Regions from separate parts of the Sus scrofa genome. Here region 2 is linked to region 1. Evidence: chromatin contacts called from public promoter capture Hi-C data. All regions are on one chromosome and are shown on one strand. Each heading gives the region's core, a stretch centred on a gene start, on an enhancer-like site or on the middle of the called end of the contact. The rest is flanking DNA. Distances are from core to core; before and after follow the strand shown.

Region 1 (4,984 bases), core at 1,581-4,080:
TCACGCCTCCATGGGTGCAAAGCCTGGGAGTCTTGGCCGAGATCACTTTCCTCCTAGACTGTCTCCTCCATCCATTGCAGGAGAATGTCTAGTTCCCCCAGAGCCTTCACCACTGCTGCCTGAGGCTGAAGCTGGAAGACACAAAGTGAAGTGATGAGCAGCTCATGAAGAGACAACATGGGCTCCAAGTTAATCCTCTCCTTTCACTGGTAGATCTGTTGGGGCTTGTCAGCAGAGCATTTTTTTTTTTCCAAAATGAAAAGCTTCCAGGACATAATGGAACCTCAAGATCTCACAAGAGGAAGGAAAATCATTGAGTCCATCACCCCAGTTTTACACCAGGAAACTGAGACCCCAGGGTGGGTACCAAAATTGGGACCACAATCCAAGCCTATTGAATCACGTGGGCTGTTTTTGAAAGCAAGATGTGTGTTTCTGTGTGTGTGTGCGTGCACGTGCATGTGTGTGTGTGTGCCTACTGTGCATCCTTCAGTTGAATAAATACGTATTGTGCTAGACATTTGGCTGGCTAGGGATTCAGAGATGAATAGCACCGCCATTGGCCACAGGGCATGTATAATCAATTGAGGGGGAAAAATAAAAGTGGGGAATTAAAATGTAGTGTGGTGAATAGATGAGAGAATCGCTACAGGATGGCAAGGAGGCACCTGACTCCAAGGGAGGCAGACAGTACCCTTCCTGGAGGTGATGCCTAGGCTGAGTGTTAAAGGATGCGTAGGAATTAGTGAGTGAAGAAAGGACTCTGGCCTTCCTGGCAGATGTGCAAAGGCATTGAGGTGAGAAACATCATGGTGTGGGCCTGTGTGAAATTGTGAACCACTGTTTTGAGGGTATGGATAAGTGTGCGAATGTCGGAACACAATTGCCTCTTGTTTGTATAGCTGGAAGGTCCAGATGTGTCTGAAGTGACTTGATGGAATCATGGCTATTCCTTCTTGATTCCCAGAGGATCTTTCAGAGGTAATACTCTTCTAGAGCCTGAATGAGTATTCCTTGAGTAAAACCAGAGGGATGGGCCATGTGAGCTCAGAGAGCGATTAACCTGGGGGCTGTAGGATTTCTTTGAGTATGAGTGCCCATCCCACCCCTCTATGATCTCAGTTCTAAAAACATCCTCATCCCAATCAAGGCCAAAACTGCACATACCTCTTCGAAGTGACTCATTATCTGGCCATATTTCTCCATTGCTTCCTCCCCACAAGAGCAAGTCATACGGGCATGCTGAAAAGAATACCAAAGAATGATAGATTATATTAAAGATGCTGATTTTCTGCCCTTGCCATAGGTAGGCATTCTATTCTTTCACCTACAAAAGTCCTTTCAGACCTTATTATTTGGGACTGTTGAACTAGTCATCAGCTGGAAGAGGAAGCCAGCTTTTTTGGTTCAAATATGGAGCTCATTTCTTCTTTCTAGAAACAGGCAGCACTGGAAGATATTTCTGATTACTGTATCCCACCTGTTCTGCACCTCCGCCCAATTCTAGTCTAATTCCCTCCAGAAAGCCCCTGGAAGAGAGAACTGGATCCCTGGGTCCTATCTTGATATTCAGTCCTGTGGTCTGCTGATGAGTTGCCTGGACATAGGATGCACTAGTACACCATAGGATAGCTTGCCTACAGAAGAAGCATAATTTCATGGATACCAGGTAATCATCAGTGACATAAAATAGCTCTTGAGACATTTTTCATGGAGCATTTATCCAAAAGTGAACATGGGAACTCTATCCAGTCTCTTGAGATAGACCACGATGAAAGATAATATAAGAAAGGCAATGTATGTGTACATATATGTATGACCGGGTCACTTTGCTGTACAGAAATTGGCACACACTGTGAATCAACAATATTTTAATAAAAAAATAAAATAAAATGTTGCCACCAAAGTGAATATAACTGAGTTCTTATAGCCTAGTCACATGGCTCAACACAGATTCTTAGAATTCTTGGACTCAGTTTTCTATCCACTACGTGGAGCTAAGAATGCGCCTAATTGCTAAGTCCTTGAAGCTATGTGCTGAGATGGGTCATTTTACCCATGACCCTTACTCACACAGAGCCGGAGGTCCTTCTTGATGGTAAGAAAAGAGTTGGCGAGTCTGCTGATCTTCCGGAGGACATGGTGGTCAGGGGTCTGATAGTTTTTGAATACCCTATCCAGGTAGAGCCTCAGTATATGGCGAAGGAGGCAGCACTGATCTGCAGGCTACAAAGAAGACCAGATGTTGTGGGGGAGGATGGGGCCAGGGACAGGGGTGATTGAGATGCCCCCCTCCCAGACTCATATTTCCTCCCAGAACTCACATGGACCAAGCACTTACCTTTGTGTCTTGCAAAGACTGAGTCTTCTTCAAGATTCTGATGTCAATGATTTCATCTCTGGCTTGCTAAACAGAAGGCAAGACAAGAAATTACAGGTCAGTGACGGCTGCCAGAATCTTAGACGTCAAGGCTTTCCATCCCCTTCTGCCACAACCCAGTGGGCAGAGTCCATCTCCAAAACCCTTTTAAATTAGGAACTACAGTTGTTTCCTGGGAACGCATTCCCCGCCTGCCTCCTATGTAATCACACTGCTGGGTGACAGAGAAAAACATGTAGAGAAAGGGAGAGTGCCTCCCACACCTACCACACTGTCCCGTATCTCTGAAAATCCATTTCGAATTCCCTGCAGGTTTGCGGTGATTACACAGCTTCCCAAATGAGTGTCTTCAGCCCGGCAGAAGGTGTCCAAAAGAGATAAAACACAGCAGAGAGAAGGCAGAGGGGAAGACCAGAGCGGTTCATCTTGTGCCAAAATCTGGAGACCACAAGAGCTAGGAATTCAAAGGAAAGAGCATGACTTAATGATTTCCCATTTTCAGGCCTTAAGAAACCAATCCAGTCACCAAGGAGTGCCTCCCCCCACAACCCCCTCATCCCCAGTGTCTCCTGGTGAAACCTAATAGCTTTATCTGGCTTCAGACTGTCTGGCCCATTCATCTAACTTACTATGAAATGCTGCTGAGCCTTCTGGAAGAGAAGCCTTCAAATGCTTGTTCAGGGACCAAGTATGAGCTGGTGCTATAGCCCCTGGCTCCTTTATTCTGTCCCCATCCCAACCTCATTGTCATTGCCCAGCACGTAAAACCTGAAGCAGCAGGCACTTGCAGTGAGTAGATAGAGGATGACATTTCGGGGAAAATGTCAAAACTTGTTTTGGGGAATTGACGTATACAGTCTTCCCTTCCAGAATGCCAATGCAGCTCCCGCTTCTGGTCCCCCTGGACTCTCAGGGGACTGGGGGAAAACACAACCTCATAGAAACTGTGGCTGAGCCATTTAGGGCAAATGTCTGGATTATCTGGCCATCCCCAGAGCAGAGGAGCTTAGCTATATTTGGCATTTGTCTAAGATCAGATTGGTTATTTGGGGATTACAAATTTATTTCAGCCCCAAAGGCAAATAGAAAGTCACTGGTTTCATAACAATCCATCTGCCAGGGAAAGGCAAGTTCTCATGGGCAATCAGCCTGATTCCACCCAACTCTTCCCCACCCTCTTGAGGTGTCTGGACTCCACAGTGCCCTCTGCAGGAAGACTGTAGTCAAGCACACATAGGACTAATCCAAGAGTATGCACTTTCCTAGCCTAATTCAGATGAAAGATCACTTAAGTGATCCCGAAAGGAGGCGAAGAAAGGTAGAAGAGAACTCATTTCTTCTTGGGGAGAGGCTTGCTCTGTAAAAGGTCACTTTATAGTATCTGCTGGGTTTTAAGATCAAATGATAATGAGCTGAGAGTAGGAAGAAGAGAGTGAAGTACTCAGGTACAAAATTTAAGGGGACAAAAATCAAGATAAATAATAATTCAATGTGGTGTCAAAATTAACGAAAATATTAGTGATGAGTTTTCTTCCCTTATAACCCAGAAAGTAAAATTATAATCAGTTCTGTTTGAGACATAAATAACATATTTAAAATTAACAATAATATGAGTTGCAATACAGATGCTTTTCCTTTTTTTAATGATTTTCAACTACTTTAAAGTCCTGGAAAAAGTAACATACATAAAATAATAAAAACATATATAGTAACATACATAAAATAATAAAAACACATAACATATAGAAAATAATAAAAACGTGTATTATTTTATTATACAAAATAATAAAAACATATTGTTTTATTATATAAAATAATAGAACATACTATTTTATTAAATAAAATAATAAAAACATATAACATACATAAAATAATAAAAACAATATATAAATAGATAGATAGATAGGTAGATCGATCGATCAATCGATCGATACGTGGATCTTTCCCCTTTGTCTTAAGCTTCAGTATGGATTGGCACAGCATACATTAATAATCGTTACCGCTTACTGTTTTTTTTCCTACATGCCAGGTAATAGGCTAGGTATACTTTACATTGGTGTCGACCTGGAATGCTGCACATGTAGAAAGCCAAGCCCAAGAGTATCAGACCTCTGGGTTTGAGAATTAAGTCCAAACGCCTGCTCTACAAGTCCCCATCGATGTAGGTTATCCCAGTTTTCCCAGGACTTGGGGTGGGGGGTGCAATCCAAGATGTAGGACTTTCACTTTTTAAACTAGAAAAGTCACGGGTAAATCTGCCTGAATTAGTCACTCTCCATCTATGTGATCTTGGACAAGCCTGCTCACCTCTCGGAGTTTTGTTTTCTTAGCCCCCAGATGGTGAGACTTAAACTTACCCCAGAAATTTGTTTTGACATGTAAATAAAATGATGAATGATTTATACACCAAGCACCCAGTAGAGTGATCGATTCATTTGAAATAGAGAATGATGTGAGTTGCCTTGAACATAGTGGGTGTATGGTAAATATATCTCATATTCAACAATTTATCATTTATTGAGTACCCCCCGTCTTGAATATCATGCTAGGTACTGGAGTACAAAAATAAACATGATAATTCCCCATCCTCCAGAATATCTTGTC
Region 2 (5,112 bases), core at 241-2,740, 48 kb before region 1:
ACACATGCTTCACACACTGACACACACGGTCATATGCCACTCATCACTCACACATCCCTTACCTCTCACTCTTACACCCACACTCACCCACACACATTACATTCATTCATTTATTCGCTCTCTCTCCAAGGCATGCCAGGCCTTGAGTCCAGCAAATCCCAGAGCCCAGCTGTGGAGCAGCTGTAAGGAAAGGTGGAGGCTGATGGGACTCCTCCTCCACCACAGTCCCCCACTCTAACAGGGGCCCTGAGGCTGCCCCCCAACACCTCGGCTGATGGTGGTTGGAGGAAATTACAACTGCAGCTGCCGGCTGGTGGGGACCCAGAAAGGCGTGGGGGCAGGCTGCCCGCTGCCACCCGCGCTTCCTCTACACCTGTTCTGAGCCTCATACTCCGCTTCCACTGCGGATGTTGTCGCTTGTGTTTTGGTGAGCACATGACCAATGTGGGGAGTGGGGGGCGTGGGGGCTTGGAGGAGCCTCCTGGAAAGGCGTGGGAACAGCCTGAGTCTCCTGGGGACACAGGATTTGGGGTGGGGGGCTGGGAACTGACCTGTGGACAACCTCCAGGCATGAGGACCAGGGAGTCCTTTCACCAGGAAGAGCCTCCGTGTGAGGGGTTCAGAACAGCCTCCGTGTAAGGGGCCCCTGCAGGACCATGGCTTCAGCTGGGCCCCGGGGGCACCACGGGAGGGAGGCGGGGTGGGCATCACCCCCACTGCATCCAGAAGAGAACTGAGGCCCATGCTAGAAAGTGCCAAGCCAGGACCAGAACTGGAATTGTGCACAGGGGCCCAGAGCTCCTTCCAGGAGGGCTCGTGGCTACTTCCCTCAATGTCTCAGCCCCAAGGGATGGCTGAACCAGGCTGCTGTGACTTTTGGCAGAGTTGCTGAGTGACCCATCACTCCCTCTGCTGGCATGGCCCCTGTGGTCTCCGGACCGGGCCCGGATCCCTGCCAGAGGGCAACACCTGAGGGAGACAGTTGGGGGAGATGAGCGGTGGCTGATCTGAGGTGGCACGAGCTGCGTTAGGACCCCGGCCACGATGTCTGCAGAAGCGATGTCGGGGATCTAGGGCCACCTTCATTTTCCACATAAAGGAATCTGGGCTCAGAGAAAGGGAGTGGAATGGCTCAAAATGCATAGTATTTCTACCCACTAGAGGCTCAAAAGCATTTGTCAAACCAGCACTTCTGGACCTCAGGCCCCAGTGTCTGTCCCAACAGCCTTGCTCAGATGGAGGAAATTGACAAGGAAGCTCTTGTACCCTGCAGACAGGCACAAAGCTCCAGCCCATGTAAAGCATGGGAGGACCCTCCATGGCAAAGAACTCACAGGCCTGGCAGTTTCTAAGAGTCTCTAGAAGCAGCCCTGGGGTCCCCTGGACCTGGTGACCCCTGCTCGCTCAACACAACATGTTTTCTCAGTTCCTGACTTCCGCTGTGGTTTGCTCATGTCTTCTTTTTTTTTTTTTTTTTTCTTTTTAAAGTCTGACTCGTAAGCAAACAAGGTGGGTTGTCGCTTCCTCATTTTCAAGTCCTGCTCCTCATGGGAGCCAGAAATCTCTTTCAAGCTTCACATCACAAAGGGCTCCCCAGTGAGCAGTGGGTCTCCGTCCCCCTCTCCAGGGGCCCTTGGATGGGACCTTGTTCTGGAAAGGAGCCATGGACCTCTGGCTTTGGTCACTGTACTTCCTGCCAGGTGAGTGCTATGGGGACCCTCCTCAGACGTTGTCTGAGGGTTGACTTGGCCACAGGGAGGGGAGCAGGCAGGTATTCCCAGCTCTGATGTTTCTGGAGGGATCTGTGTGAGCCAGTGCCTAGGACAGGACAAGGTGGAGGCCTTCCACCTGCAGCAGGTTCCTCTCTCTCCACGCCACTCAGATTCCTCCTTGCCTCAGGCATTGACTCCTACAGGCAGAAGGTATCACCTCTCTCAGACGTTATGAGCCGATTAAGATGAGATCGCAAAGCAAATGCCTCCAAAGTGCTTGCCTCTACCATGTCTTTCTTTGGATCTCTTTCACTCCTGAATTTTCAAAGTTCAATCCAAATGAAGACTCCCCACCCCGTTTGGTGGCCCTAACCCATTTCCTGAGCTCCGTGTCTCCGTTTACCACTGTGCCCTGGGCACTGGCCCTTCCATGTCCCATTGAGATCAGATGTGCAACAGGCCTAACACCTAACCCCAGATTCCTCACTGGTCACCACCCAAAGCAGCAGCTCCCTCTGTCTTAACTACCTCTGACATTAGCCGCAAAACACCAGAATAGCTTTTTAAGACCTCTTCCTATTTATCCCCCACCAGACTTGGACCCAATCAATGGCCAGCACACAGAGTTTAGAAACTTCTTATCCTGGTAAGCTTCACATTTACCAGACAAGGAGCAATGGTAGCTCCTACTAGAGCTGTAACAGAAGGGATAGAAAGGAAAAGAACACTGGATCACCTCTTAACTGTCTCACCCACTTCATCCAACTTGATCCACCTGGAGCTCCAGATCAACCTTTTTCATCTTGACTCTGATCATAGGGTCACCCTCTCAACAACCTTCAACGGCTCCCACTGCCTACTGGATCGACTCCCATAAACAAACCCCTCCCTGAGCCTCCCCTTTTACAAGGGAGCTTACCACACTCCCCTGTATTCCCCTAACCTCTAGCCAACCAGGCTTGTCCTTGAACACACGCTGGACTTTCCTGTCATCAGGCCCTTGCCCATGCCATCCCTTCTCCCAGGAATATCCTTCCTCCGTCTCTACCATTTAGGGGGCTTTCAAAGTCCATCTCAACCTCCCCCTCCTTGTATATGTTCCAGAGCCCCTTCTTCTGAACCCTGGCAGCCAATCTCTCTCCTCTCTGCCTTGTTTTGTGGTTCAGGGTGTGTTGACTTTATTTTATTGATTCATTGGTCAGCTTCTTGAGGGTTGAGCAGTGTTTTGGTTTAGTTTTTTGTTTTCATCTTGTGTTTATTGGCCACACCCAAGGCATGCAGAAGTTTCTAGGCCAGGGATCGAACGTATGCCACAGGGGTGACCAGAACCACAGCAATGACAATGCTGGATCCTGAACTGCTAGGCCACAAGAGAAATCCCCAAAGTGGTTTTTTATTCATACTTGCTTTCTTTGGAAGAGAGTCAAATGTTTGAGTCAAAGATTGGAAAGCCCTAAAAGCCCAAGGGAGTGAAGTTTCAAAGAAACAGACTGAGAGGGAGTAGGACATGAGTGAGCCCTGTGGATGGTTAGCTAAACATAAGCCTGAGAGAGAAGAGGGATCGGGTGGACATGGACGATCTCCAGGAGGGAAGGGTACCTAAGCTGTACCACCACAGTCTGTCCTGAGCAATAGGGCCATTCTAGCCAAGCCAGACAGGTCCTTGCTCAGGGCCTGGGCCTTCTCCATTGGTGCCCATCCACAGGGGAGGAGTTCAAGGCCCAAAAGGATGTGCCCACCCTAAGCCTCCACCCACAACCCCTCTTCTAGACCCCAATTCCCTCTCCAAAAGACTCTGGACCCACTTTCAATGACTGTGTGAGACTCTATCCTGAGTCTTCTATCCTGGGTGATGCTTGGACTCTAAAAGGGTAGATACAAGTGGTTGTTTGGGAGGGAGGTGGATGGAGCTTGTACAAGCAAGCTGGGTCATCACCATGTATATACCAGGATGCTCTATGGTGCAGGGAGGAGCCAGGGATGAGAACAGAAGGGAGATAGACCAAAGGCTGGAGCCAGGAAACCGGGGGCCATTTTCTCCCTACATAGCCATGTTCCAGAGTGGACATCCACTTGGGACCACAGCTCAGGGTTCCAAACATATATTTATAGCCAATTATATATTGAGAGTGACTTTTTAAGCCACATGCATCCCTGTCCCCTACCATCACCACTGAAAATCAAGTCACCAACTTGAAGAGTAACAGTACTTGGAGGCCCCTCTACAATATGATATTAAATAGGTTGGTTCCTCCTTCCACTCCTTCCTTTCCTGGAATCATTTGGAAATGTAGTTATAGAGCCAAGAAATGCAAAAAATTCAAGGGCACCTGGCATGCTTAATGAAGAATGCTAGAGTTCCCATTGTAGCTCAACATAGTGTCCATGAGGATGCAGGTTTGATCCCTGGCCTCGCTCGGTAGGTTAAGGATCTGGTGCTGCCACAAGCTTCAGCATAGGTCACAGATATGGCTCGGATCTAGTATTGCTGTGGCTGTGATGCAGGCCTCAGCTGCAGCTCTGATTCGACCCCTAGCCCAGGAACTTCCATATGCCACAGATGCAGCCTTAAAAAACAGAAAAAAGAGATGCAGATTCATAGGCCCCCTCCTAGACAGATATAATCACCAGGCCTAAGGGTAGGACCAGGTCATCTGCATCCTAGCAAGTTCCCCCGTAAGAGTCTTACACATACTGTGTCGAAGTCCTAAACCTGGAGGTTGCCTCTATCTTTTCTTCTATTTGGGAAATCTGCTTTTGGTGAGATGCTACTGTGAACTCCAGGGAGCGTGGGATCTGGTCATTTTCACGCTGTCAGTGAGTGTTTCCTTGGGACCACACTTCAGGGTACCCAGTGGATTTCCTTGTGCTTCATCCATCCAAAGTTCACAATGAGGATGCCTTAGCTCAGGCTGCTGTAACAAAATACCGTAGAAGGTGTGACTTGAATAACAAACATTTAGGAGTTCCCACTATGGCACAATGGGTTAAGGATCCATTGTCTTTGCAGGTTCCATCCCCAACCCAGTACATTCCCAGTTCCCTGGCCTGGGAACTTCCACATGCTGTAGGTGTGGCCAGAAAAAGAAAAAATAAAAAGACATTATTTCTCATAGCTCAGGAACCTAGAAGTCCTAGATTGAGGTGCAGACAAGTATGGTTCTCCCCAAGGGCCCTCTTCCTGGTTTGCAGACAGCTGCCATCTCCCCGTGTGCTCACACAGTCTCCCCGCGTGCATGGAGAGAATAAGGACACTAATCGCATTATGAGGGCTGCACCCTCATGACCTCATCTAACCCTGCTTTCCTTCCAAAAGCCCCACCTCCCATTGCTATCACTTTGGGGGTTTGGGCTTCCACACATGAATTTTGGGGAGGCACAAACAAAGAGTTCATCATAG

Evidence for each region. Promoter capture Hi-C pulls out the DNA fragments that hold promoters and counts their contacts.
Region 2: a promoter capture Hi-C map of liver shows a contact between it and region 1, with 2.3 times the contacts expected there. The contact joins the promoter of FCMR here to the promoter of IL20 in region 1. A contact is called at or near these places in 1 of 5 promoter capture datasets (liver) and 3 of 47 Hi-C or Micro-C datasets (alveolar macrophages, blood and embryonic fibroblasts).

The regions. Positions count from the first base shown.
Region 1 is chr9:67,496,634-67,501,617 of Sscrofa11.1, reverse strand. IL20 (interleukin-20) reads right to left here and starts at 2,830. Exons shown (of 6, transcript XM_021102700.1): 1 at 2,724-2,830; 2 at 2,648-2,721; 3 at 2,342-2,407; 4 at 2,074-2,226; 5 at 1,168-1,242; 6 at 1-131. The coding sequence starts at 2,805. The coding sequence ends at 54.
Region 2 is chr9:67,542,819-67,547,930 of Sscrofa11.1, reverse strand. It overlaps FCMR (fas apoptotic inhibitory molecule 3), which reads left to right and starts at 1,490. Exons shown (of 8, transcript XM_003130453.5): 1 at 1,490-1,700. The coding sequence starts at 1,664.